Linked DNA regions of Mus musculus: all the other regions are linked to region 1. The links are chromatin contacts, called in public HiChIP or PLAC-seq, Micro-C and promoter capture Hi-C maps. All regions are on one chromosome and are shown on one strand. Each heading gives the region's core, a stretch centred on a gene start, on an enhancer-like site or on the middle of the called end of the contact. The rest is flanking DNA. Distances are from core to core; before and after follow the strand shown. Region 1 holds the start of Ampd2 (adenosine monophosphate deaminase 2). Region 2 holds the start of Tmem167b (transmembrane protein 167B). Region 3 overlaps Csf1 (colony stimulating factor 1 (macrophage)). Region 4 holds the start of Celsr2 (cadherin, EGF LAG seven-pass G-type receptor 2). Region 5 holds the start of Csf1 (colony stimulating factor 1 (macrophage)).

What was found. A called contact is a pair of places that touch in the nucleus more often than the background predicts. HiChIP or PLAC-seq counts read pairs in DNA pulled down with a chosen protein or histone mark. Capture Hi-C pulls out chosen DNA fragments and counts their contacts.
Region 2: a contact with region 1 is called in a promoter capture Hi-C map of pancreatic islet. The contact joins the promoter of Tmem167b here to the promoter of Ampd2 in region 1. A contact is called at or near these places in 2 of 39 promoter capture datasets (the C10 cell line and liver), 2 of 484 Hi-C or Micro-C datasets (both in the G1E-ER4 cell line), 3 of 115 datasets of contacts at active chromatin or transcription factors (the 230-238 cell line, embryonic stem cells and memory CD8 T cells) and 1 of 9 other capture datasets (pancreatic islet).
Region 3: an H3K4me3 HiChIP or PLAC-seq map of embryonic forebrain shows a contact between it and region 1, with 2.9 times the contacts expected there. The contact joins the enhancer-like site here to the promoter of Ampd2 in region 1. A contact is called at or near these places in 2 of 39 promoter capture datasets (pre-B cells and second pharyngeal arch cranial neural crest), 4 of 115 datasets of contacts at active chromatin or transcription factors (bone marrow-derived macrophages, embryonic forebrain, embryonic stem cells and 1 more) and 2 of 9 other capture datasets (adipose tissue and liver).
Region 4: a Micro-C map of embryonic stem cells shows a contact between it and region 1, with 1.8 times the contacts expected there. The contact joins the promoter of Celsr2 here to the promoter of Ampd2 in region 1. A contact is called at or near these places in 1 of 39 promoter capture datasets (the C10 cell line), 2 of 484 Hi-C or Micro-C datasets (B cells and embryonic stem cells) and 1 of 9 other capture datasets (liver).
Region 5: a contact with region 1 is called in a promoter capture Hi-C map of adipose tissue. The contact joins the promoter of Csf1 here to the promoter of Ampd2 in region 1. A contact is called at or near these places in 4 of 39 promoter capture datasets (the 3T3-L1 cell line, 3T3-L1-derived adipocytes, embryonic stem cells and 1 more), 1 of 484 Hi-C or Micro-C datasets (the C10 cell line), 2 of 115 datasets of contacts at active chromatin or transcription factors (bone marrow-derived macrophages and pancreatic cancer cells) and 3 of 9 other capture datasets (adipose tissue, liver and macrophages).

The regions. Positions count from the first base shown.
Region 1 is chr3:108,084,055-108,089,247 of GRCm38.p6, forward strand. Ampd2 (adenosine monophosphate deaminase 2) reads right to left here and starts at 2,612. Exons shown (of 18, transcript NM_028779.5): 1 at 2,164-2,612. The coding sequence starts at 2,173. Gm12500 (predicted gene 12500) reads left to right here and starts at 1,922. Exons shown (of 1, transcript NM_001358018.1): 1 at 1,922-3,957. The coding sequence starts at 2,172. The coding sequence ends at 2,789. It also overlaps a transcript of Gnat2 not described here.
Region 2 is chr3:108,559,502-108,564,694 of GRCm38.p6, forward strand. Tmem167b (transmembrane protein 167B) reads right to left here and starts at 2,965. Exons shown (of 3, transcript NM_026198.2): 1 at 2,770-2,965; 2 at 686-817. The coding sequence starts at 2,779.
Region 3 is chr3:107,737,852-107,743,044 of GRCm38.p6, forward strand. Csf1 (colony stimulating factor 1 (macrophage)) reads right to left here. Exons shown (of 9, transcript NM_007778.4): 9 at 3,197-5,193. All of the region lies in intron 1 of Gm40121 (a long non-coding RNA gene), which reads left to right. Among named protein-coding and RNA genes, the nearest start is that of Csf1, 20 kb to the right of the region's middle. Within about 2 kb of position 2,265, at least 189 of the 459 cell types and tissues checked have an H3K27ac peak or open chromatin away from gene starts, as enhancers often do. A contact at or near this core is called in embryonic forebrain, embryonic stem cells and second pharyngeal arch cranial neural crest, where this site is marked.
Region 4 is chr3:108,412,975-108,418,167 of GRCm38.p6, forward strand. Celsr2 (cadherin, EGF LAG seven-pass G-type receptor 2) reads right to left here and starts at 2,605. Exons shown (of 34, transcript NM_017392.4): 1 at 1-2,605. The coding sequence starts at 2,520. Gm52630 (a long non-coding RNA gene) reads left to right here and starts at 3,047. Exons shown (of 3, transcript XR_003954680.1): 1 at 3,047-3,183; 2 at 3,476-3,695; 3 at 3,845-4,115.
Region 5 is chr3:107,758,212-107,763,404 of GRCm38.p6, forward strand. Csf1 (colony stimulating factor 1 (macrophage)) reads right to left here and starts at 2,258. Exons shown (of 9, transcript NM_007778.4): 1 at 1,814-2,258. The coding sequence starts at 1,852. The region is part of intron 1 of Gm40121 (a long non-coding RNA gene); the gene reads left to right.

The DNA of each region.
Region 1 (5,193 bases), core at 1,362-3,861:
CAGGCGCTATCCTCCACTCTCCAAGCCAGGATCCATCTCCCTGGCCCTGTGCCAAAACTTGGCATCTACAGTACCACACATACAGGCAAAAGCCAAAGGGGACCACTCCATCAGCTCCAGGATTTCTGGTGCTTAGTCAATCACCTTTGACTGGGAGCATCCTCACTCACTCACTCAAGACTGCCTCACTAGGCCTTGACCCCAAGTAGAAGATGCTCTCAAGGTATAAGCACCTAAGGGTCTCTGGTTCAGCAACAGAGTAACCAGCACAGAGCTAGTCCCAGGGCATACACCTAGAAGACAGATGCGAGCACAGAGAATCTATCTCAGTACAGTACAAAGCCTAGATAAGCACAGTCAGCAGGATAAGAATAGGCCAGAGGCGGTTAGTCAGGGTGTCAATACAGGCAGCTATAAGGAGTTGATAACACCCAATCAATCATCGAAATGTCTTTCTTTTAGCCATTAGACTTGAGAGTTAAAGACACATCCCTGGAAGCACAAACTCTAGTAGCTAAGTCCTCACCAGGATGGACCACAGGGCCAGCTGCAGATGGTGCAGAGATGCCCACTTAGGTCCAAAGGATGCAGCGTACATAGCCCACCAGCCATTTCAAGGGCTCCCCACTCTCCTGAAGAAATTCACAACACAGGCCTGGAACAAGCCAACAGGAAGGACACTGGCAATAGGTGTTAGCAATCTGGTTGTGTAGGTGTTAGCAATGCATGACCCCATATGTCAGACCTCACCACCCCACTCACCAGGGAGGGAGTTCTAGATCTAGGGTCTTGGAAAGAATAAGTAAAGGCAAGTCTAGCCTGAGTCTGCCTGGTACCAATCAGAGTAGCCAGTCCGCAGTCAGTCCCACACCCTCCCCACTCCATTCACATACACTTCACACGCAGTCTTAGCATCTGCACAAGCTGACACGTGTGCATATACATCTCGTGGGCACCCACATCCACACCCACTCCTTGTTACGGAGGGCAGCACCCCTGACATGGAAACCTCAGGCACCCCCTCCCACCTCCCTCCCTGCGCCATCAAGTCAGCCAGTCAGCCGGGGAACCGGGGAACCGAGGTCGAGAGGCATCATTGCAGAGAGGGTGCTGCAGAAGGGGACCTTATCGGAGGCACTCAGTGGCCTGGACAAGAGGAGGGGAACCCATGCCTGAAACCAAGAACTCTCACCTGGAGCGGCAGCGGAAGCTTGCAGGCCGGCCCGCTTCTTAAAGGGATATTTGGCCTTGGACTTGCCTGGGCCAGGATAGGATGCCATGGCTGGGGCCAAGGCGACAGCGGAGGAACCTCACCGGCTGGGGCCAAGCTCTCCCACATCCAACCCCTTCCTCCGCCCCGCCCCCAGCGGGAGTGACTGATGCAGGAAGCAGCGCCCCGCAGGCGGAAGAGGCTCTGGCCACGATTTCTGATGTTGTCTAGGCAACCTCGGGGAGTGGGGCCTCCATCCTGCCCCTTATCCCTCTCTTCCCACTCCAGTCTTTAGAGTGCCCTGTCTGATGGTGGCTAGGGCCGGGGTCGGGATGCAGAGAAAACAGATGGAGCAGCACCAGCTCTAAGCTCTTTACTACCCTCACCCCACCTCGGGAACCCTCATCCCTTGCCAAGGCTCCAAGGCAAAGAAGCCAAAGTCCAGGCTAGGCTGGTCCAGCCAGCCAGAGAGAAAAATAATAGGCAAGAATACCGCCTGAGCTCCAACCTCAAAACCCATTTCCTCCAGGGAAGGAACAACGGTACTCATGAAAACCCAGAGCCTCTGGGGCAGAGCCCCCCTCTTTTCTTCTCCATCTGACCCCTGCTCTAGGGACAGCCCAGCTCCGGGAGGAGGCAGAACTGAGAATTCGAGCCCAGGAGGGAGGGGCCTGTCTTGGGAAAATTCCACTGACCGGCAGAAGCTGTCTCCTAGGAAGACAGGAAGAGTAGGAGGCTGGGTCTTGTCTGAGGTCGATGGGAAAGACCCCAGCCTACTCTGACCTGTCGCTCTGCCTGTACACTCAAGATCTGCTTCCTTGGACCCTTCTAGGAGCCGTTCACGTCCCCTAGGTCTTGCAGGCATTGCCAAGACCCCCCACCCACTTATCACCCGACCCAGGCACCTCTGCCTTGGAGTCCCTTTATCAACCACACACGCGCCACACACTTACCTGAGGCCATGCTGCCCAAGTCCCGCGTGGACCAGGAAGGCAGCCTACGAAAGTCTGCACAGCGAGGGAGCCGGGCTGAAGAGGGGAGAGGGCCCCCACCGGGGCGAAGTCGCGCCACTGGCCCCTGCACCCGCACTGAGAAGCGGGAAGGAAGGCAAGGTTTTCAAAATGGCCAGCTGGCCGGGGGGCGGACTCCCGCCGACTTCAGCGGCCAGACTGACCTCAGGAGACCCCGGAGTCGCGACCCCAAGCCTGCACTCAAGAGGAAACAGGCCACGTGCTCCCCAGAAAACCGGACCCGGAATTCGCCTAGGGTTCTTTCACCACTTTCTGGGAATCAATTAGGGATCCGGCTCCTGTGGCCGGGCTACGGGGGAGTCACGCAACAGGTGCGACCCCGCCGAAACCTTCCGGGCTGCGCGCCAATCTCGCGTACCCCAGGCCCCGCCAAGTCCGCGGCCACGCCCCGTTCGGCCACGCCTCTTGGCCTCCTGGCCACGCCCCAACCATTTTCCCAGTTCCCTTACGCCACGTGGGCAGCCTCCGGACCAGGGTTGGCCTTGGCTTGGCCCTTTGGTCTTGGGCGATTTCTGTGCGTCAGTTTCCTCATCAGTAAGATGGGATGAGGCAATGGAAACACCCCATCCAAAGAAAGGAGTTACTGAGGACTGAAGGTAAATCCCCTTTGCACAATGTCTGGCACAAAGTCAGGTAGCTATTATTAGGGTCCCAGAATCCATTTCAAGCAGAAGCCCTGCCCTTGAATTCTCCGCATTCCCACCTGAATCTATTTCCTTCTATCAGTCATTGGTAGGCAGGATGTGCCCTTCAAAGCCGGTTCACCATCCCACATTAATTTCTATGTTGACGTTAGACTAGCCAGAATGCCTAGGTTCAAATTCAGACATCTCCACCTACTTTCTGACTGATGGTGAACTTCTCTCTGGGTTTTACTGGTTAACTTTGGCTCTTACACCCGCTCTGATGAAGATAAAGGAGATAATTATAAGTGCTTAGACTTGTGCCTGGCCTGTAAGTTACTTCCCAATCAGTGTTCCTGGAAGATTTCTTTGGCCTGGGATCACTATGGCCAGCTCACTGATTTCTCCTTGTGGGTTATGAGAAATTGGGCTGTTTGAATAGGGCCACAGACACCCTCTCAAACAAGGATTCCTGCCTCCCAGGGGCAGCCTGTACCTACAGGAACCCTGAAAAGGAAAGTCCTCCCCTTTATCAGCAGCAGTTGGTCCCTTCCCTCGCCTCTCCCCTGGGGGAGTCTTTGCCCCCTCACCCAGCTGCTCTGAAGTCTCTCCAGCTGCTTTCAGTCCCTCCTCTCCCCAACTGGAACTCTGAGTCCTGATCCCCCATCTCTATCTGCATCTGATGTGGCCTCTAGGGAGTCTCCTATCCGCTATACTAAAACAAACTTTAAAAACTATTGCCTTAGGCTGGGGGTGTCAGCTCAGGGGCAGTATCCCTCTGCCTTACATGCGAAAGCAAACCCCAGAATTGCAGAAAAACGATGAAAATACAAATTTTTAAAAAACCCTACAGGTGGCCTCCATAAACTTGGGAGACCAGTGGGTTATGGGAATCCAGCTCACAGAGAATCAGACTAAAATAGAACAAGGAGAACCTTATTCTTACACCGTTACGTTTAAATATCAAAACAGGAACCACTAAAAGCATCGGATACAGGTGATGGTGTACTGAGCTGGGGCACGCATTATGTGGCTGTAAATACTAATATAATCTAAGAACCGTTTGGCAAAATAAAATCAAGTATCGCTATAAGTTGCACTGTTTTGACTCAGTAATCCACTTCTAACAAGTCTTTTTTTTTTTTTAACTCAAAAATAATTTTATTAGAGTTTAAAGGAAAAGCCCCAGGGTGTACAAGTTGTAACTCTCAGCTTCCTGGAAGAAGAGAAGGGAAGGGAAACACACGTTGGAAGAAAGAGAAAGAAAAAAAAAAAGTTCTATCTTTCTGAATTAGCTCAGGAAGGTAGGAGGGCCCAGAAAACCTCATAGGGATTTTCTCAGGGTGTACGAATCACAAATCTGTTCTTAATTAGAGGGTTGTCAGAAAAATATCCACAAAGTTGTTCAATATTGCAGTGTTTACCACAGAAAATTTGGAAACATAAAGGCCTAGCAACAGGGGAATGTTAAATGAACACAATGAAATATAACCATTAACACCGTTCTTGGAGAATTTCTTTAATTGTATGAAAATCTTTACAACATAAAGTTAGATGCAAGAATGGAGTCGAAGAACTACACAGACAGGATGGTCCTAATCATGTGATGTATATGAAGTACACAGAGGAGAAACAGGCAGAAAGTTACCGTAGAAATCAACAAGAATCCAGCAGAGCTCTCCAATCACCTGCAGTCTCCCTCAGACTCAGCAAGTGGGCTATTCTGAATACAGCCCTTAGACATTGTAAGACTGTTGGCTTCCGAGAGTGAACAAAATAAATCCCAACATTAACGATCAGGTACCATGTGACCATATAGATGCTCACTTACATTCTGGTAAGATGCAGATTTTGACATAATTTTAAAGGGTCACAGCCTTATCCTGGGCCAGGCCTCTGTGGATCCCCTAATTCAGATCTACCCAGCCAATTGGGTGGCAATTCTGTTCTCCACCCAAGCCAGGCAAACCAGTTCGTGAGAGCCTTCATCTTGAAGTCCCACCAGCAACAACACACCCTTTAGTCTATAACCATCCCCCACCCCCATATTTCCAGGTCACATGGTTTTCAGTGGTTGCTTGGAAGTCTGCCCTGCTTCCAGCTAAGCCTCAGTCCCCCACCCACTCAACCCAGGCAAGACTGTGTGTCGAGAGCAGAGTTTGGGAACTGCAGGCCTGAGTCAGCCTGTGGCCTTGGACTTCCTGGTACTGAAGCCTTAATGCTGGGATCTTCCCTCCAAAAACAAACAGCCTTCTCCTCCCAGCCTATTTTCACCATGGCTTCTCAGTGGGGACCTTCCCGAACCCCTCTCTACCTCAGCACACTCCTG
Region 2 (5,193 bases), core at 1,715-4,214, 480 kb after region 1:
ATGATCTAACTTGTAAAATATCTCCACCTCACCCCATGAGACCAAATATTGGCCAAGAACAAGCTCACTTCTTGGCTTCCCAAGTAGCTGGAACTACAAGCATGTGCCACACCTGGCATTGTTATGTGTCCATTATTTAATCCTAGAACACCAAAATTACCTAGAAAGTAAAACAAACAAGTATGCCTTAAGTAACGGCTAATTTAAAATTTACCTCTTCCCTCAACTTTATCTTATTAGCAGACCCTAAGCAAAGCACTTACCACATGATTGTGAGGACCTGAGTCAAAATCCCAGAAATCACGTAAAATATGGCTATTGTAATACAAACCTGTGCTCTCAGTACTTGTAGGCTAAGTAGGCAGGACAAGTTCCAGAAGCTCACAGCTCAGCTAGCCAAGTGTACACAGCAGCAACCACACAATTACAACACACCACAAACACACTCATATAGTAAACATGAGTCCAAATATCACCCTGGTCCTACGCCTTCTATTCTAGAACCACAAAAATCTTTAGCCAAGATTTTCAGATCTGCATCTGTTGGTAAAGCATATGTTCAGGCGGATCATAAACGTTAGTGGAAATTCCGAAAGTTAAATCTCATACGGCTACACTGTTGCTATACTCCGTTGCTGAGAAGTAGCTACGTATGTTCTCTCTCTGCATGCAGATAAGGCCTTACCTTTGTAGAATACACCCCACACTCCCTTCTTCTCCGACAGCAGCCAGGTTTTGAGACGAGGTACTTTCTTGAAGTAGGCACAGGTGCAAACAAAGAGCAAACCAAACACCAGGATCCCATCCAAGGAGTACACTGTCACAAAGAGAAGGAGAGAGAGTCTTTGATGCTGCTGTGCCTGAGGAGGTGATGCTGCCCAGACTGCAGTGCTGAGGCCACCTCAACGGCAGGGCCAACGGTAAACAGGAAGGGTCCATGATCTTGGCACTGTTTCCCCAACCTGCTTGTAAAAAGCCCCTTTATCACTCCACTCCCCCGCCCTCACTACAAACTAGAAGACACACGTGTATTTGTGTGGCACTCTTGGAAGTAACTGAGGCTAGTACTCGGCTAGTCCTCGGAGTCTGAGCATACAGATTTACATATGTTCTTGATATAAATCACTCATCTGATGCAGGAAAGCTCAGTCTTTAGCCAAGATTTTCAGATCTGCATCTGTTGGTAAAGCATATGTTACGGCGGACCATAAACGTTAGTGGAAATTCCAAGAGTTAAACCTCATATGGCTACACTTTTGCTATACTCCGTTGCTATTTCAAGTACAGTACAGTTAACAAATCATATTCTTGCCAGGACAAAAGATGGGCACAAAATGGAAGACAGGAAGCACTGGTGTCCATGAGGCAGAACGATGCACCCCTGGAACACTGGTGTTAGCTAAGTGCAGCCCAAGTTACAAAGGGGAAAGGGAGCCCATATCCTGCTTCTGCTCCACACAGCGTCCTGCTGTGTAGGCAGGGCTGGCCTTAAACTTGTGGTCTGCCTGCCTCCTCCTACTCAACGCTCGGCTTAGAGGCATGCCAAATACAACCTGCAAAGCCCACTCTCAAAACAACAAAACAAAAATGTATCTGATGCTTAGGTGACACAGAAAGCTCTTAGTTCTGCTTCTTACATGTGATACCCAGGTAAGCAAAATGAATTACATAAAGGCAGATTTTATTCAGTAATCAACTGTGCCAGAATATTTTATTTCCTAGTTTACACTATGTCTTCCTCCGTTCCTTCTTTAACTTTGTGTACTATGGTAAGACTGACTACCCAGAAAGCTTCAAATGGATATTATATACAATCAGGGTCTTTGTCGGTTCCCGCCAGTTCTGGACTATACTGACTTCTTCCAGTGAAACTATTTCACAGCTAGTTCCAGTATATCAGTCAGCTCACAGACAGTTTCTATGGATGCCTTTATGTCTTGCTCTTTTACTCCTATAAGTTAAGAGACAATGCCAAAATTCACAAGGAAATGACATTTCAGTCTTCAGTGTCACGTCTATGGAAGTCTATGAGAAATACTTTCCCGAGCCTCTCCAATCATAGTACCTAGAAAAGGCTTTCTTATTTCCGTTCCTGTAAGACTGACTATAAAGGTCTTAATTCATGCTCTAGAACCTGAAAATCATGACTATAAAATTGTTTGAAGCAATCTGGAAAAATTACAAGTGCTCCATCACTAATAAAAGGCGGCTTCTAAATCCACCCTTTGCGGTATTAGCCAGAAGCTCCAGATGGAGCCACCCAACTAGGACTTTAGTCAAACGAATGAAGGCTTTTTTTGGTGTCTTTTAAATTAACAAAATAAACAAACAAACAAAAAACTTTGGGGGTTGTCTACAATCACCTCCCCCGCAAACGGTGGGATTTGATACCATTACTAAGTCCTTTCAACCAGCTTACTGTCAGAAAGTATGAGACCTTAGGGAACTGGATAACAGCTTCTCTCCCCTGGGGACTAACAACATAATTCTATAGTGAACGACCTCCCCAGCGGCCAGAACCAACTTCTAGGAAAGAAAAGAGAGTAAAGGGTGATAACGAAAAGTCAGGTGTGGCACTAGGGTACCTTGATGGGCTTGAGAAAAGAGAAACTGCAAGGAGCATCCCAGACAGGAGTTAGGGGCTCCCCAAGGTCCAGGGGGGCCGGGCTGGGAGGGGGCGGGGGGAACGGCCACGTCAGTCTAGCCCCGCCCGCCACGTTTGGTCCCAGTCCTCTACCGCCACCCTCCGCTCGGGCCCCCAGCTCTCACCGTTCGTCATGGCGGTAGTGCCCGGCTGGGGTGAGGGGTCCGGGTTCAGCTGTGGCGGCTGCAAATGCGGGGGAACCCGGCTCCCACTTGACACTTCCCGATCCGGGCCGTGGTGACGGGGAACGAGCCGTAGTACGCAAGCGCGAGAGCCGAGCGAGAGAAACGCCGAACTCAATCAGGCATAATTAGCTGATCGTCGAGCCAAAGCCTCGCCCTGCCTGCGTAGCGTCTGCGTCCCTACGTAGTGGGAGGAGAGCGTGTTGGGCGAGGCTTCCTTTGTGGTCATGGCAACCGGAAGTCCGCCTGCTTGCTCCTGTCTAATTAGACCGACTGGACCCAGACAGTGTGTTTGAAAAATAAAGGCTGTAGGGATTGCTCTGTGACACATGTTCAGTGTGCCAGAACATGTCGTTCCCCGTTGTATCTACTTGAGAACAAAACTTAGGGTTCCAGTGATTCATGACCAAGAAACAAAAGAAAGCCATCCCGTTTCCTCCAACTTATTTAGGTGACAACTGGTAGTGAAATCAGGTACAGTTCCAAGAGAAAACACTTGGGAACCAGGCTATAATGCGAAGCAATTGCACGTAAGGTGGCGCACGTGTGTATACTACAGCAGGGTCACTGTATCTTACCATACCAAGCTGAAAACGTCACCACTGTCAGGATAGTTGGACCGTTCTTGGGGACACGGCTTGTTTGTTTTGTTTTGTTTTGTTTGTTTGTTTTGCTTCTATGCTCTGCAGCAGTAATATGTGCTGTAATATCTGAAACCCGACGAGAGTTTGAGTGCTGAGGGGGATACCACAGTAGTTGCTCGGACTCCTGGGACAGCCCTTGTTAGGTGGCTTCTTGCGGAAATCTAGCCAAGCTGCCTCTGACTTTCGTAAACGGAATAAGAAACTATAACAAAAGCCACATGCTTCCGATCCTAAAGCTTTCGGTTGTCAGAAGCATTCAGACAGCTTCCTGTTTGTTAGAATGACTTTCTTTTCCTTAAATTACCAGGATAGTTTCCTTTATCTGCAGAGTTTAAGTCATGCTGGCCTCACCTCTTCAGAAATGTACCCTGGCTTCTCTGAAGATGTTTTGACTAGATGATGACAGTCTAATGGTGGGCTGGCGTGCAGGGAACAAAGCTTTAGGTTCTGCTTTGTAAACTGGGACCTTCAATTATAGACAGCTGGGTCTGCTTTTCTAGAGTCTGACTGAAAGTGCTGCACTCAGAAACCTAAGAATTCTGTCCATTCCTGCTACAGTGCCATCTGCTGGCTGTGAACCGCCTGGTTACCTAGAACAAAACTGTCAGAAGACTTGGAATGGACAGTCAAGAGGAGGAAACCACTAGTAGAGTAGCCACAGTGTTTGATGTAGGAAAGAGTACTTGAGCCGGGCAGTGATGGCACACGCCTTTAATCCCAGCACTTGGGAGGCAGAGGCAGGCGGATTTCTGAGTTCGAGGCCAGCCTGGTCTACAGAGTGAGTTCCAGGACAGCTAGGGCTATACAGAGAAACCCTGTCTTGAAAAACCAGAAGAAGAAAAAAAAGAGTCATTGAAAAAAATATACTCAAATTAAGAAATTACAGCATCAAAAACCAAAAGATATATAGAAAAACCCTAACATAATCACTAATATAATCACTTGGATTACATATGTGTGTATACACACAGGACATTCCACAAAGCAAGACAGGACTGCAGAGATGGCTTAGTGGTTGACAGCATTTGCTTCTCTTGTTAAGACCTTCGTTAGGTTTCCAGCATCCAAGTGATGGCTCACAACGATATGTTCCTCTGGTTCCAGGAGATCCTGTTGTAGAAATAATAATAAAAATTGTTCCTCACACTTAGAGATGAAGGCAAAGATCTGTACTAAAGTGCCTGGCTGACTGTGGTTAATGCCTAAATTAGAGTCAGCCTTGACAGGATTGTACTAACTGGTAGCTTCAGTATGCTTGGCCCAGGGAGTGGCACTATTAGGAGGTGTGGCCTTGTTGGAGGAAGTGTGTTACTGTAGGGTGGGCTTTTAGACCCTTTCTCCTGGCTGTAGTCAGATCAAGATACAGAGCCCTCAGCTCCTCCAGAGCCATGCCTGCCTGGACAACTGCCATGCTTCCAACCATGATGATAGTGGACTGAACCTCTGAACCTCTAAGCCAGCACCTTTGTAAGAGTTGCCTTGGCCGTGGTGTCTCTTCACAGCAATGGAAACTCTAAGACACTAACTCATATACACATTGGCTTATACACTTCACAAGCATGCATTTCACAAACACTGTCATCTTGGGTCCCAGTCCCAAAGTACACTTCAATCAATTCTGTCTAATGGCAGATATGATCTAATGTGTGCTGGTCATTCCTGATGAATAAACATTTATATCCTAGCATCCAAAACTTCATTTATCTAACAGAGCTGGTTAGCA
Region 3 (5,193 bases), core at 1,015-3,514, 350 kb before region 1:
TTGTCACAAGAGTGTGCAATTTGAATACTGCCAGGCCTGGGTTTAACTGCAGGCTTTGGCATTTAACCACTGTGGTAAGTTGGCTGAGTTGTTAAGATTCTCTGAGCCTTAGTTTCTATATTGGTCGAAGAGGTTATTAGCCTTGGGTTTGCAAGACTGTAGTAGGGGATTGGATTGCATTTTTAAAGAGTGTGTCACACATACCTGGTAATTAGTGAGTACTTTTCTGGCAGCCTTGGAAAAGAGAGAAGAATAAACCACTTCCTCACTTCATGTAACCTTTCTCTATAGCCTTCTCTACCTTTGTCTGCCTGAAAGCCTGGTTTAGGGTCTGTATTATGAGTTGTCACAGCACCTGTATCTTCCTACCTTCATTTGTTATTGATGACTAGAGACTTAGCTGGGTAGTTGCTTGATTAATCCCTGTTTCCTAGAGTGACTTTTTAAAAAAGTATGCCTTTTTAAAATTTTTCTTTTATATACTTAAAAATTTAAATTATGAGTGTGCATGTGTATGTGTGTGTGCATGTGTGTGTTTATGAGACAGACAGATGAGAGAGAGAGAGAGAGAGAGAGAGAGAGAGAGAGAGAGAGAGAGAACGAGAACATGTGTGTAGGTCCAAGTACAACTTGCAGAAGTTGGTTCCCAGGGATCCGACTCAGGTTGTCAGGTTGAACTAACCAAAATCTTAGCTCTCTCTATATTTCAATTTTTCCCTTAAAAGGAGCAAGTTGTATATGGGTGGATTAAGTGATTTGCAGGCAAGAAAGATTGATAAAAGCAACTTGTTTACCAATATTGCCTTCACCGTGTCTTTCTTCCCTCTTCTTGCTGTTTCCAGTGAGGATACTTGAGGATGCTTAAGGATGCTCTTTTCTGTAGCACTAGGTTTCCCCTGAGCTCAGTCTGCAGCACTGTGCTCTGTGTTTCTCCCTTCAGCTCAGCAGCCTCTGTTCAGGCTACTTGCCACTTGAGGCAGAGTTCTTCCATAACTCCCAGTCTCTTTGCAGCAGCATCACCAAAAGATGTGCTGGGATGTTCTTTGATTTCAGAGTTGGAGTCAGAACAGAAAAAGAAAGCTGAAGGAGGAGGTTTCTTGGATATATTGGGATCCTTAAATTTTTTCTTCTTGCAGTACTGGAGACCAAACCCAGCACCTTGTGCATGCTAAACAGGTGCTTACCACTGACCTACAACCTCAGCCTTCCCATGTAAGAGGCCCTCATCTCTCCCCTCCCTCCCACCCTTCATCCTCCCCTCTCTCCCTTCTTTCTCCCCCCCCCTCTTTTTTTTTTTTTTTTTTTTTTTTTGCCCCTCCCGTCTCTCTTCAATGTTTTGAACTCACTAATGCAGCCTAGACTGGCCTTGAACTTGTGATCCTCCTGATTCAGCGTCCTCAGCTGGATTACAGGCATGCATCACCATGCCCAGATCCTAGTTTTCATGTCTCCTTCCTGCTGGCCTTGCGATATCTTCAGATTTTTCTTCTCTTTGGAGAACATGCTTGCACTTTGGTGACAAAAGCATAGGGTGTTTCTTCTTGCACTCCCCCTGGTGACTTTGCATTATGACATTTGTCCTTGCTTTGCAGGGTCCTTTGTCTTTGTTGTTTCTTCCCTGAGAAGGCACTGAGCCCACTCTTCACTTGCAGCCCTGTGTCCCTGGGACTCAGTGTACTGCAGTGGCTGTTATCCATAACCTCCTCAGACTTCCAACTACCAGGCATGGTGCTGAGAGCCTGGACTCTAAACAGAGCCATGGGGATCGGCCTGTGGGATTTTCTGTGGTCTGTGGCAGCTGAGGTGGAGAGAGCCAGTCACTCTATGTTCAGGAGCTGGCATGAACTACTCTGCTCCCTCAGCAATTCCAGCATCCAGGACAGCAGAGTCTGGTCACCCGCTACCCTCAACAAACTAAAAAGGAAACCCAAGGAACAAATGTGCTTCACTGACAGAGGGGCCTGCCCTGGGAAATCGGGACTTTCCTCCAGAGCTGCAAAGTCACTACACTCCTCTACTAACTTTAGGGCCTTCTATAAGGGGCCATGGGACACCCACCAGTGTCCCCTCTACCCTCTTGCAGAGGCCCACGGTCTGCAAGAGGTTAACCTCAGGTTTCTTCCTAGTTGCTTCTGATTCATTTTCCTGCCTCTGGCCGGATAGAGGTTTAGAGGTTTGGCTGAGCCCTGCTGCTCAGATCTCTAAGCTAGAGTTCTTAACTCTGCCTGTGAAACAGTAATGGAGGGCATCTTACCCTCCAGCATTCTATCAGCTCCGCCCACCAGCCATACATCTCTATTACACAACATCAGATGGTTCACCTAGGGTAGAACTCCAGCTCTGTCACTTAGCTGGCAGAACAGTCAGGCCCTGATGGCCCAGCATGTGTCCAGAGGCTCACACTTAAATCACTGAGGTGTCTTGATAATTCTGGCACCTGGTACCTGAGCCTCACCCTGAGATTCTGATTGTGTAGTAGGGCAGGATTTAGATATCAGGATTTTTGGAAACAACCCAGATAATTCGACATTAAGTCAGGGTTGGGCACTTCTCTTCTAAAACTTTGTCCATTATATTGCCTGAAACAGGAAAGCCCCTGTTGTCTAAGTTTTGCCAGGGGTGGGGGCTGGGGGGTATTTGTGCCTACCAGGACCTTTACCTGCTCTGGTCCACTCTGACACATCTCCCCAGGGAAGTCCCTATCTTTGGTTTCCCTCTACTAATAGGAAGAACGAACAGGTCTAATACCTCTCTGCAATCGCAGCTTCTCTCCTTACTAGGCTTGTTCACTTTCCAGCCTACTAGCACCTAAATACATCAGCACCCTAATGGACCTGCCCTCTCTCCCTCCCCTGGACAGCAGGGATCTGTGGTCCTGGAGATGGATTCCTCCTTTCAGACCCCTGGGGCCCTTGGAAAGAGCCCAACCAGCCATTTTCCCAGGCTGGGCTGGGTTGGGCTTGAGGTGGTGTGGTGGGGGTAGCAGCCAGGCCTGAGGTTTTGGCTGCTTTCTGTCCTTTTCCTATTAAACAGATATGCAGATGAATGCCTTTGGACATCAATAGTACAGAAGGCTTTAGAAACAAGACTGGAATCGGGAGAAAGCTTTCTCCATGCACCTTGAAAAAAATCTCTGAGCTGGCTCCCTCCCACCTACTGTTGTTGCCCACGCCCCAAAAACAAGTTTTCCCATGACTCACACGTGGCAGCTTGTGCACTTCTTTTATTATTAAATATAAAAGCAGCTTCCTATTTTTTAAATAGATATTTAAATGACCTTATATAAAATAATTCACCACTTCCAAGTATAAAAAACGCAGTCTCACAGTTTGTGAGGCAGTGCTCCCTCTGAGCTTTCTCAGAGGAGAGAAGGGTTCCTAATGCACACAGGGGCGGCTCCAAAGGTGGATTTGAGGCTCCCCTGCTCCGATGTAACCAGGCACCCACAAAGAGCTTCTTGCAATGGGTTGGATTTTCTCTTCTGTCTTTAATAATATATGTTTAAGGTGGAGGGGTAGAGAATGCCTTGTTTTGTTTTGTTTCTGTGTTTTTCCTTCTATTTTAAAATATGTATTTTCTAGCATGGAAATAGTCTGTAACCAGAAGGCTAAGTAAGCCCCACAAGAAAGTCTCCAGTGTCCTTCCCCCCTGCTGTCTCAGGACAGGGCTGATGGAGCTTACAGACCACTCTCCTCCCAGATTCATGGCCTGAAAGATTATTGACCCAGTAGCCAGGGAGGGCAGGAAAGGGGGACTCAGCAGCATAAAGAGACCAAGGGGCAAATGAGAGCCCTGTCACCCATGCCCAGGTCACCACAGACAAGCCTGGCCTGGGAAACAGAGGGCATCAGAACAAGTTGGAAGTAAACAACCCTTTTTTTTTTTTTTGACCCTTCTCTAAACCTGGCTTGCTTGGCTAGAGATGGCACAGTATGGTAGGTGAGACTGGGAGGGTACCCTTGCCTACCTGGGTCAGGTCTGGAGAACAAAGGTCAGAAGAGGGTGGGGTTGGAGCATGGAGCTCAGTCCCCAGAGCTTGTGACAGGACAACCTGCTTAGCTCCAGGTTTCAGACAACAGGAAGGAGGCTGGCTGAGGGGCTAGAGTATAGAGATCAATTTCAAGCTTAGGGGTGCACACATATTTTCAAGACCCATTCTCATTCATAGCTCTGCCTGTGGCCTTTGTCTCTGCCTCCCCTTCCTCTCTCCCTTCCACTAGTCACTTCCCTCCTGGGAATGTCAAAGTGCAAGATGCAGAAACCTGGGCAAGGAACACAGCCCAAAGACCAGCTCTGACTGGTAGCCCAGGCGGTTCTCCCACAGCTTCACCCTGGACAATCAAAGGCTGAGGCAGGGGAAGGTTGGGGCTCAGGGGCTCCCTCAGTCAACACGTGAGGCCAGCTCAGTGCAAGAAGCCGAGGAGAGGCTGAAGGAAGTGGGAGAACATTCGGACGGATGGTCACTCATAGGGATGGATGGGACAGGCTGTTCAGCAGGCAGGTTCAGTATTCACAGTGCAATGGCTTCCTTCATGAGGGGTGCCTCTGCTGGGCAAAAGAACTCTGGCAGGGGCTGTGGGCAGGAGAAGACGAGGCTAGAGCTCTGTCTTCCTCTTGGCATCATGAGCCAGGTCAGGTCCTGAGGGGCAGGGCTGGTCTCCCTCCTTCCTGGCTATCAGCAGAGGGCACTTAAGCAAGTTGAGGGTGTAGACCCCTTTAAGCTGTCAACACAAGCAGCCAAAGGCCTCCTCTTCCCGTCTTTTGGGCTGCGTGCCTTTATGCCTTTACGGGAAGTCGGGCAGATGCTGTCCCACCCTTTGAATATCAGGCTCTCTTCTTGGGAAACAGGTCCCTGCCTGTCCATGCTGGGATTCCTTGGCACCAGTTGGGTCTTCTGGGCACAGGGCTCTTCTGCTCCTTCTCATCTGTCCTGGTCTCCCATGGGCCATCCAGGCTAGTGAGTCCCTTGCCAGGTTCTGGTTTTGAGGGGAGGAAGCAGCCCCTAAGGGAAAGGGTCCTGAGCTGCTGAGCTGCCCTTCCTCCAATGCAGGGAGCCTCCAGGGCCCACAATAAATAGTGGCAGTATGTGGGGGGCATCCTCCAGCCCTTTCTCTTTGGTTGAGAGTCTAAGGGTGAGGATGGAAAGACCCCATCAAAGCTGCTTCTTTCATCCAGTCTTGGTAGGCAGGAGCT
Region 4 (5,193 bases), core at 1,355-3,854, 330 kb after region 1:
CGTGGCTGAGATCTGCAGGACGCTGGTGAAGGGCGGCACGTCCTCGTAGACGCTGCCCTGGTAGGAATCTCTGAGGAACTGGGGGGCGTTGTCGTTCACGTCATTCACCAGGATCTCCAAATAGGTGGTGTCAGACTTCTGGGGAATGCCATTGTCCCGAGCAGTGATGGCCAGGGTATAAGACACCTGGTCCTCGTAGTCCAGCTCAGCCTGGGTGGTGACAGCCCCAGTGTCCGCGTCGATTCGGAACTGGGGGATGCTATCCTCCATAAAGTAGGTGATTCGGGCATTCTCCCCCGTGTCCTCATCCGTGGCGCTGATCAGCACCACTGTGGTGCCTGCTGGCCGGTCTTCATTAACGTTGACTGTGTAGTGGGAGCTCTGGAAGACGGGACGGTGGGTGTTGGCATCGGTGACATTCACTACTATCTGAGCTGTGTCCTGCCTTGTGCCATCTGAGGCAGTCACTGCCAGCACATACTGCCGCTCGAGTTTGTAGTCTAGCGGTAAGGCAAGGGAGACCAGTCCACCACCACTTTGGCTGGTGATAGAGAAGCGGTTGCGGGTGTTGCCGCTGGTGATCTGGTAGGTAATGACACTGTGAGCGTCTCGATCCACGGCTGACACGGTCACCACACTGGTGCCCACGGCGGCGTCCTCGTTGAGCCGAACGGTGTACTCTGGCTGCGTGAAGGTTGGGTTGTTGTCATTGACGTCCAGGATGGTTACACTGACACTGGCTGAGGCCGTGAGCGCTGGGGTGCCATGGTCCCGGGCCTCTACACCAAAGCTGTAGAAATCAACCTCTTCCCGATCCAACTCTGCGGCCACAGAGATCCAGCCTGTGCCATTGTTAATGGTGAAGGGAAAGTCGTGCCCAACCCCTGCCAGGCTATACTCGAGGCGGGCGTTATCACCAGCGTCAGCATCAATTGCCTGGACGTGCAGAACAAGGTAGCCTAAAGGGACACTCTCTAGGACGGTGGCCTGGAAAGGGGTGCTGACAAAGATGGGGGCGTTATCGTTGATGTCTAGGACTTGCACTGTTACTAGGCCAGAGACATTGGAGAGTGGAGGACGGCCACCGTCCTGAGCCCGGATCCGAAGCGTATACTCTTTGGTTGTCTCATAGTCGAGTGGGCTTACCACATCCAGGGCTCCAGTCTGAGCATCCAGATAGAACTGGCCCCGAGCATTGCCACTCATGATGCTGTAGTGCACTAGGGCATTGCTGCCCTTGTCTCTATCGGAGGCGGTGACTCGGAGAACTGGGGCTCCTGGGGTCACATCCTCCCGCACCTGGACCACATAACGCTTCTCGCTAAACTGGGGGGCGTTGTCATTATCATCCTCCACCGACAGGAAAACAATGGCTGTGGAACTCCGCGGGCCTGGGTCCCGGCCCTGGTCACTCGCCTCCACTGTTAACTTGTAGGATTCCACTTCCTCCCGGTCTACAGGGCCGCGGGTTCGGATCACCCCCGAGCGAGGATCGATCTCAAAGGCGTCTGAGGGGCTGCCTCCGGCCCCCTCCAGCAGGCGGTACAGAATGTTGGCATTGGGAGGGGCGTCGCCGTCGGTGGCCCTGACTGTAAGCACCTCATAGCCAACCTCCAGGTTCTCCCTGAGGCTCTCCTTGTACTCTTGCTGCTCAAAAACAGGGTCGTGATCGTTGGTGTCGGTCACCAAGATGGTAAGCGTGGCCAAGGCACTCCGTCGGGGCATACCGTGATCCTGTGCAGTGACCCTGAAGACGTGGGTGCTCTTGGTCTCCCGATCCAGCTCCTCAGCTGTGGTGACAACACCGGTGATTGGGTCCAAGGAGAAGAAATGATTGGAGCGGCTATCAAAGAGGGCATCCATGGTGTACTCAAGTCGACCCGCCTCACCCTCATCTGGATCAATGGCTCTTAAGGATGCAACAGAGGTACCAGCAGGCTGGTTCTCAGGCACTGTGGCCTGGTAGCTGGGAGGCTGGAACTGGGGAGCTGTATTCACATTCCTTTTCCTGCGCCCACCCAGAGATTCCTCTGGTGAGCCTTCCCCAGCCCTGAGCCCTGGGGCCTGTGCCAGCTTGCAAGACTGGCATCTGAGCCGTGGGGCCTTTAAGCAAGGGTGCTCTTCAGGCAGGGTCAGCGTGCCTTGTGGAGAAAGGTGTCCTCCGATACCCAGGAGACGACAGCTCCAGGGGCAGCCTTCAGAGGATGGCGGAAGAGGGATATGAGCCCCTGATTCTGGACACCAAACCCTCAGGCCATCGTGGTGGGGCACCAGGTGGCCGGTCAGCTCAATGCCCGATTCTCTGCAGCGGCTGGTGTAGAGCCAGAGGTTCGAAGCAGAGGCTGGGCAGAGCCAGCCCACGGGGGCGCAGGCCCCAGAGGAGCTGCGTCCCCCGGATCCCAGAGAACGACAGGGCCCCACTTGATCTCCCAGTAGTGGCGACGGTGGCAGCAGCAGCAACAGCAGTAGCAGCGGCAGCAGCGGCGTTGGGAGGGGGGCGCTGGCAGCCCGGCTCCGCATCTCTCCCTGTTCCCGGCCAGCCGGGTCAACAGCCGCGGCGGCTCTTCCTCCGGCTCCTGCCGGCCCCGCCGCGCCTCATGCCCGGGCCGGGGCGCGGGTCCCCGGGGGCCACCTGTACGTCCCACTGGGCCTGCACCCAGATGGCTCGGCGGGGCCGCGCTCTTAGCCCACGATGCGCCGGGCTCCCACCACTCTCGAAGCCGGGCCCGCTCCCGAGTCGCCGCGACCACTGCGGGTTCACGCTGCGCTTCCACCTGCGCTCTGAGCGTTCTCTACCTGCGCCCGCGGGCCGCGAGGATCTCTGGCTCTGCCGGGTCCCCCGGTCCCGAGCCCCAGAATGTCCCCTCCGCCCGCGTAAGGTCGCCCACCTGCGTCTGCGGAGCCTCACGCTCCGGCCCGGGCCCGGCTGCCAACGATGGCCCTGCGCCACCCGCTCGCGCCCTGCGTCCCCGCCGCGGCAGCTACCGGTCGCCGGGGTCCCGGGCCCAGACCCGCGTTCCCTCGCCTCCCGGGCGGGCGGGCGAGCTCTGCAGAGCAGCGGCGGTGGTGGCGGCGGCTCATTACCATAGACCTGCTCGCGCCGCCGCGGTCTTAAAGCGGCGACGCCCAACGCGCCGAGGAGGTGGGCCCCACCCAGCGCCCTCTTCTGCATGGCGGCTCTAAGTAAGATTCCCGCCTCTGGTAGAATTTTTCTTCCCAGCACATCAGACTTGCTCCTTTCCATTTCTGGATCCCTTCTACAGCTTAAAGAGGAATGAACAATCAGAAGCCACACAGGGAATTGATACTCTTGTAAAATTCTATGGCTAGCGCTCTTTCAAAACAGTCTTAATGTCTGCAGGAGGTGACCAGGGGGTGGGAGGTGGGTGGATATAGACAGACAGACAGACAGACAGACAGACAACTTTCCAGTCTTACCATCCCTGAAAGCCCTCATTGCTGCCCCATCCTACAGGTCCCGGGTCAGAAGTAAAGACGACTTTGCTCGACTTCGCTCGACACTACAAAGTCTCCCCCAGATACCAGAAGTCGTGCTCTCACTTGGATATCTTGGACAAAAGGACCCCTAAGCTCATTTGGGATACATCTTGGGTACCACATGTCAGGTCAGGGGAAGTGAACCAGAATGTCCAAAGCAGCAAGAGCACTAACACTACCAGATTCCTAGGGCCAGGGTGAGTTGGTTCCAGAGGGCCCAAGCTTCCTGGACCTTAGGACGTGTTCCTTTTTCTTTATCCCTCCTCCCTCCTAGATCAATGTCCAACTGCTGTCCTCCTCCTACCCGCGGCTTTGTAACTAGCAAATGGCCCTGTCCATTGCACAGGACTACTGAGCCCTTCATGGAATGCCACCCCAGAACCTTCTGGAAGGGGTATGAAGAACTGATGAATCTTCCCATAAGTGGAGTTCACACAAGATGTTGGGACCAAAGAACCGGGAAGAGTGAGGCTGGGCAAGCCAGAGGGCTTCTTCCTCTCATACCCTGAGCAATGAGGGATGTCAGATTGTATGAGAGAGGAGGCCACTCTCACATGCTAGCTATGTGCGACCTTTCCTAGAGTGAGGGACTTGAATAAAGTAATGGATTTTCAGAAGTCTCGAGGGAGGTGATGATATGGTCTGAGGAGATAGCTGAGTGGGTAGAGAGACCCCACCGAGCTGAGTCTGGATTCCCAGCACCCACATTAGAAAGCTGGGCACAGGCTCACCAACGTGACTGCTCAAACATGAACCAAAGTAGTCAGGAGACAGACCAGGAGGCCTCAGCCCTGTACAAGAACTACAGGCGACTCGGGGATTCTGAGCGGGAGAACAGGCTTTCCCCAAGGAAGAGCATGCTGATTTGTTATTCTGTACCAATGGTCAGTCCCGGAAAATACATACAAGTAACACTCTACAGATGGAGCAGGTTGTATTTAGAAATGTCTATACATATATGAATATAACAGCAATGAAAAAAGAGGGGATGAATTTGAAAGAGGGCAAGGAGAGGTATATAGGAAGGTTTGGAGGGAGGAAAGAAAAGGGAGAGATGATATAATTATACTATAAACTCAAAAGTAAAAATAAAACATTATTAATTAAAAGCCCGGGCACGGGAGTGTACATCTGTTACATCAATGTTAGGGAAGCAGAGACAGGAGGATCCAACATAGTCCTTCTATGTCAGCTAGCTACAGTAGAGGACTCCCCCACCTTTGCTCTAGACCAGAGAACCCCCATGTGACCTCAGAGTTATGCCAGAGGTGACAGGCAGCTTTTCTCTCTCTGCAGGGGAATATAAAAGAAGCTGGATAGAAGGATTATGTTGGACTGTTTTCCTGGTAGTGGTGTTGGGCAGGGTTAGTGGAGGACTCCTGGTTGCTGGAGTAGCCTACAGTTTCACCCAAGATGAACTTCCTTCCTTTAGACAAAGTCTCTCTAGATAGAGGAGTGGTAAGTGGTCTCCACAGGGCTCTGCCTCTCCTCATTTCCTCAGACTATGTTTCCTGGGGATTGCGTGGGCATTTTTGCTCTTCATTCCATAGGCATGTGGTACAGAGAATGCTTGGAAATTATACTGTCTGTTAATGATCCTTTGAATTGTGGTTGGGTAATGAGACTTGCTTTTGATGAAGTTCCCAAACCAATGCATGGAGAAACTGTAGCTCTTCGTTCATTGGCTCCCTGTGG
Region 5 (5,193 bases), core at 1,008-3,507, 330 kb before region 1:
AGAGAGAGAGACAGAGAGTCAGAGACAGACAGTCAGAGACAGACAGTCAGAGACACAGAGTGACAGACACAGAGAGACAGGGAGAAAGAGGTGGGGGAGAGGGTGCAGCCAGCTATGGGTTGATAAACTGCATTGGGCATGGTTGGGCAATTGGAAAGTTAGTCCTGAGTGGGAGTGGCAGCCCGGGTCTCCTGAACCCCAGTCTCAGAACCTGTTAAAGGAAATGACTGCAGAAGATGACTCTGGCCCAGGCTGGTATCACTCAGCCTGTCAGTCCATGTGTGTATGGTATGAAGGAAAGGACCCGGGAATGGAGATGTTCAGAAATATCTCAACCCAGGAATTTCAAGCCATTGATGTTTGGAGATAGCAAGATAAAGACATTACTTCAGGGCTACCTGGCTTTTGGTGGCATTTCAAGCATGCACAGAAATAATGCACAGCTGCTGGCTTCAAAGATGACCAGCCACTCCTGGATCTGGCTCTGTAACCCCAATGCTGCCATAGACAGGGATACAGATGGACACCCAAGGGTTAATACTCTAGCCTGCATCTGGCTGGACAGGCTCTTCCTGGCTTGCTTCTTCCTCCCACCCACTGCCTCAGCCTCTGACTATGAGAGCAGCCTGGAAACTGCGGCAGTCTCTGAGCACTTCAAGACATCATGTTCCATTTTCCAATCAGTACAGTCTGCAGACAGAGACCCGGCCTGACTGCCTGGCTGAACCTCGGCCTCCTCTCTTTCCTCTTATGTCTCCTTGTAGTCTTTCTTTTCTTCCCTCTTCTCTCTTTATGCTTGTTGCATGTGGGATAACTTCCTCCCTTCCCCTCCTCCTAACCCCACCTTCTGCCTCTCACTGAGCCCCTCTCTCTGCTGTTCTACTTTTCTCTCCTCCCAGACACCTGCAACGCGCTGCCCATCACAAGTTCGGTTCCTACCCTCCAGGTTTTCCCTCTCATTCTCTTCTGAAGCAAACCCACTTGCTGTGGATTGAAAGTACCATCCTTCACTCTGTAAGAGCCATGCTATCATCTGCTGCCATTACTGGAGACAGCTTCTGAGCAGCCCATTATCAGCTGCAGCTCTGAACTCTCCTTGCACTTTCTTTCCTCAGTCAGCCGCAGAGTCTAGAATAGCCCCATCTCATTTTCTTCAAGAAAAGATTCGGGTCCAGCTCCCCTCAAAGAGCCACCCAAGTCCCTAATAGTTCCTACACATCCATTGAACAAGTAGCAGCATGCCCATCTCTCTCTCTCTCTCTCTCTCTCTCTCTCTCTCTCTGCCAACAGGTTGCTCAGCACAGGTCCTGGTGTAAAGCTGAGTGAGCCTGAATTTTCCCTACCCTGAAGGCCCACTCCCAACTGGGGCCTAAAACATGTGCAACAACCAAAGAAAGATATCTACTGGGGATGATGCCACACTCGGATCTTGTGTCACTCGGAACCTGGAGACCTGGTTGACCATTCTGGCAGACATTGGGCCTGTGCCAATCCCTGCGATACCCCCCCCCCCCAGACCCCCATCTCTCTCTCCAGCCTGTGGGTAGCTCAGTGTTCTCCTCCGTGCAATGGGATGAGCAGCCTTCTCTTTACCTCGCAAAGCGCTGCAGCCCCAGGAGCAGCTATTGAAATACCGCGGGCCTCAGCCGTAGCTTAGAAGCAGTAAGGAAGCCAGAACCCAGGGCCGAGAAGCCTGGGCAGCTGGCGAGAAGGGGCTGTCCGCTCCAAGTGGCCCCGCAGAGCCGCCTGCTGCTTGCTGCAGAGCTCCTGCCCCAGCCCGGCCCGGGCCCCGCGCGCCACGGTTGCAGCTTACCGAAGAAGGGCAGCGCCCCGCGGCGCCCCGCGCGGTCATACGGGCAGCTGGGTCCCGGCACGGCGTGTTGGCCGCCCTGGTTCGCTCGCTCCCTTGCTCGCTAGTGGCTGAAGAGCCCGCGCCCCGGTCGAGGGCCACGCCGCTGTCCTGGGATGCAGAGAGCCGCAGCGACACCGAGAGCACCGAGGCAAACTTTCACTTTCCCCTGGCCGAGCTTCGCTGGCCAGCCCTCGGCACAGCCTTTTAAGCGGGCGGGCTGGCGGGGCATGTGGTTTATGGGAAATCACCCTGGCTCTCCGCCAGACACACACAGACATACACACACACAAACACACTCACAGGCACTGACACATACTACACCCCAGAGGCCCACTGAGCCGCCGACTCCCTTCCCCCAAGCGGGCCGCCTGGTCGTCCCCGCTAGCTCTCTTCCCCGTCGCTCTGTGGCTGTGCAGCCTCCTCAAAGTAACCCGGGCTCCACCGCCCTCCCCCGCCCTTCTCGAGCTCTGGACAAGACACTGCCTTTCCTTCTGTGCTCGCCACTCTTGTCAATCTCGTGTGATTGTTCTCGGTCTAATGCTGGCCCCTAGGGACTTTCCCTCAAGGCCCGAAAATCCTCAAATCTGAGCAGGAAACGGACAGAGTACATTGAACAGGACTTGAATGGGGATGGACCAACGCCTCTCTGCTGCAGCTCCATTCAAGTCCCTCATGGAACCCAGGGCAGCAGGTTTGCAGATTGGCTTGCTCCCTCCTATGCATTGTTCAAAGAATCTACTATACTACTATACTATCCTCTCCCCTGGCTGTAGGGAGAAGTGGGGAGCATCCAGCTACCTGGGTAGGAGAGGAAGGACTTGGTCCTGTGACAACTAGCTGGGTGTTTCTGCACTCTGCCAGGAGACACTTCAGGTGCTTAACCTGAAAGCACTGGCTGGCCCCCTGCTCCTGGGCTGCCAAACCCAGCTTATGTGGAAAGGTTGGTGTGCCTGGACTCTAGATTTCCCTCAACTCTGTTGGAAATGCATTTGTGCAATCACATTTTGTCTTTACATGAGAATGGATCTAGATTAACCTATCAAGAGGAGCCTATTAATTATATTGCCAACGTCAGGATCTTTTTCTTCCTTCCATTTATCCTGATTCAATGTGTTTCAATCCCGTCATGCCCAGATGAGTGGTCTGGTCTCAAAGGGGCACTTTTGTCACGTGTCCTCCATTTCCTTGCACTACCTAGCTCAGAGCAACAACGTCCCTCATAAACCTTTGCTCAGGCTGCTTCCTCGGACATGAAGTCTTCCTTTCCCCCATCCATCTTAAGGTGAATGTCTCACCTTTTAAGGTTATAATCACATCTTATCCTTGTCTTGCAAAGCCTTCTGGGATGCTTCAGGCTGATGGATAATTCCTTCTTTCTGTGTTCCCACTGGACGCAACCCATTCCTCCCAGTTAAGTTGGCATTCATTCATTCATTCATTCATTCTCTACATTATTTTAAACTGGTGGTTCTCAACTTGTGGGTGGCAACCTCTTTGGGGGGTCACAAGTCAGATATCCTGCATATCATATGCTTTACATTATGATTCATAACAGTAGCAAAATTACACTTGTGAAGTAGCAATGGAATAATTTTGTGGTTGGGGCGCCACCACAACATGAGGAACTGTATTGAAAGGTCTCAGCATTGAGAAGGTTTAGAACCACTGAATACTAGTGATAGTAGTGATTACGTTTAGAATCACTGAATACTAGTGATAGTAGTGATTACGTTTAGAACCACTGAATACTAGTGATAGTAGTTATTACGTTTAGAATCACTGAATACTAGTGATAGTAGTGATTACGTTTAGAATCACTGAATACTAGTGATAGTAGTGATTACGTTTAGAACCACTGAATACTAGTGATAGTAGTGATTACGTTTAGAACCACTGAATACTAGTGAGAGTAGTGATTACGTTTAGAACCACTGAATACTAGTGATAGTAGTGATTACGTTTAGAATCACTGAATACTAGTGATAGTAGTAATTACGTTTAGAACCACTGAATACTAGTGAGAGTAGTGATTACGTTTGACCTGCACCCTGAGCTGGGAGGCTTCCTCTGGGTAGCACCCCATTTCACTTCACTCCGAACTGATAGACATAGCACATAATAGGAATTAAATTAACTGGGCAGTTGGAATGGATGAGTCACTTGACAGACATTCACTGCTAACTACAGGCCAGTGTAACAGTGACCGTGATAATATGGCCCCCTACTCAGATGTGAGCCACTGGAAGCTGAGGGCTTGGGACTCAGGGCTTCTCGGAGGAATGCAGAGATAGCACTTGGCCAGAGACATGATCAAGGCTTATTTCCTTCTTTGGTGGAATAGTCTTTATTCTGGTCTGGAACAATAAAGATTTAACCACAGCTCTTAAGACAAAAAGCAAGAGGAAGCCATGTAAGTAAGATATGCCTGCAGAGTAGCTGAGAAAAAGATCACATTTTACTGGTTCCATCCTCCTTTACAAACCGGTTTCTGCCCAGGCTTATGGAACTTGGAGTTAGAGCATCTTCTACATCAGCACAAGGACCACTCAGCCATCCATCACATAAGTGCAAAGCATGGAACCCCTTTCCCATCCTACTGAAACCCTTCACATATTACCTGAATCCACCATTTACAAGAAACCTGCCCTTGACAGCTCTGCCCAGTCGTTTGCATTGTGGCTGTGGATGGATGCACATCTTTTGCTCTCAAAGTCTATAAAATGAAGCCAATGATTTCTCTTCATCAAGTTATTGGGCAAACTAAAGCAAACGTGTGTGTGTGTGTGTGTGTGTGTGTGTGTGTGTGTGTGTGTGTATACCATGGCATTTGTGTAGGAGACAGAAGAAAACTAGTGGGAGTTGGGTCTCTCCTTCCACTATGCAGGTCCCGGGGTTGAACTCTGGTTATCAGTCTTGGTAGCAGACGTCTTTAACCACTGACCATCTCACCAGTTCCCATTTTATTATTTTTATTTTTTACTCTCTAATCACTGACACAACAGTGGTGGTGTGGACTTGGGAATCTCAATGCCAGAACTTTCTCCCACCTTGACCACCCACTTGCTGTGTAACTTTAGGCAAATCCTTTCTGTTCTTCTTTCCTCGTTTGCCCAAAGGAAATAATAAGATCTCTGTTCATGTGGCATTACAGAGGAATGAACAAGACCATCCATAACTGGACTTCCACAGTAGGACTTGTAGCTCCCTTACTTGTGTTACTTTAACACAAGGCATTGCGCTTCTGGTGGCTAACCAAGCTTTGCCTTCATGCACAAGGAAGTCAAGTCTGGAAGAGCTGATGATGTGTTTAAAGTGGCTGCTCCATAGTCTCCTCTGACTGC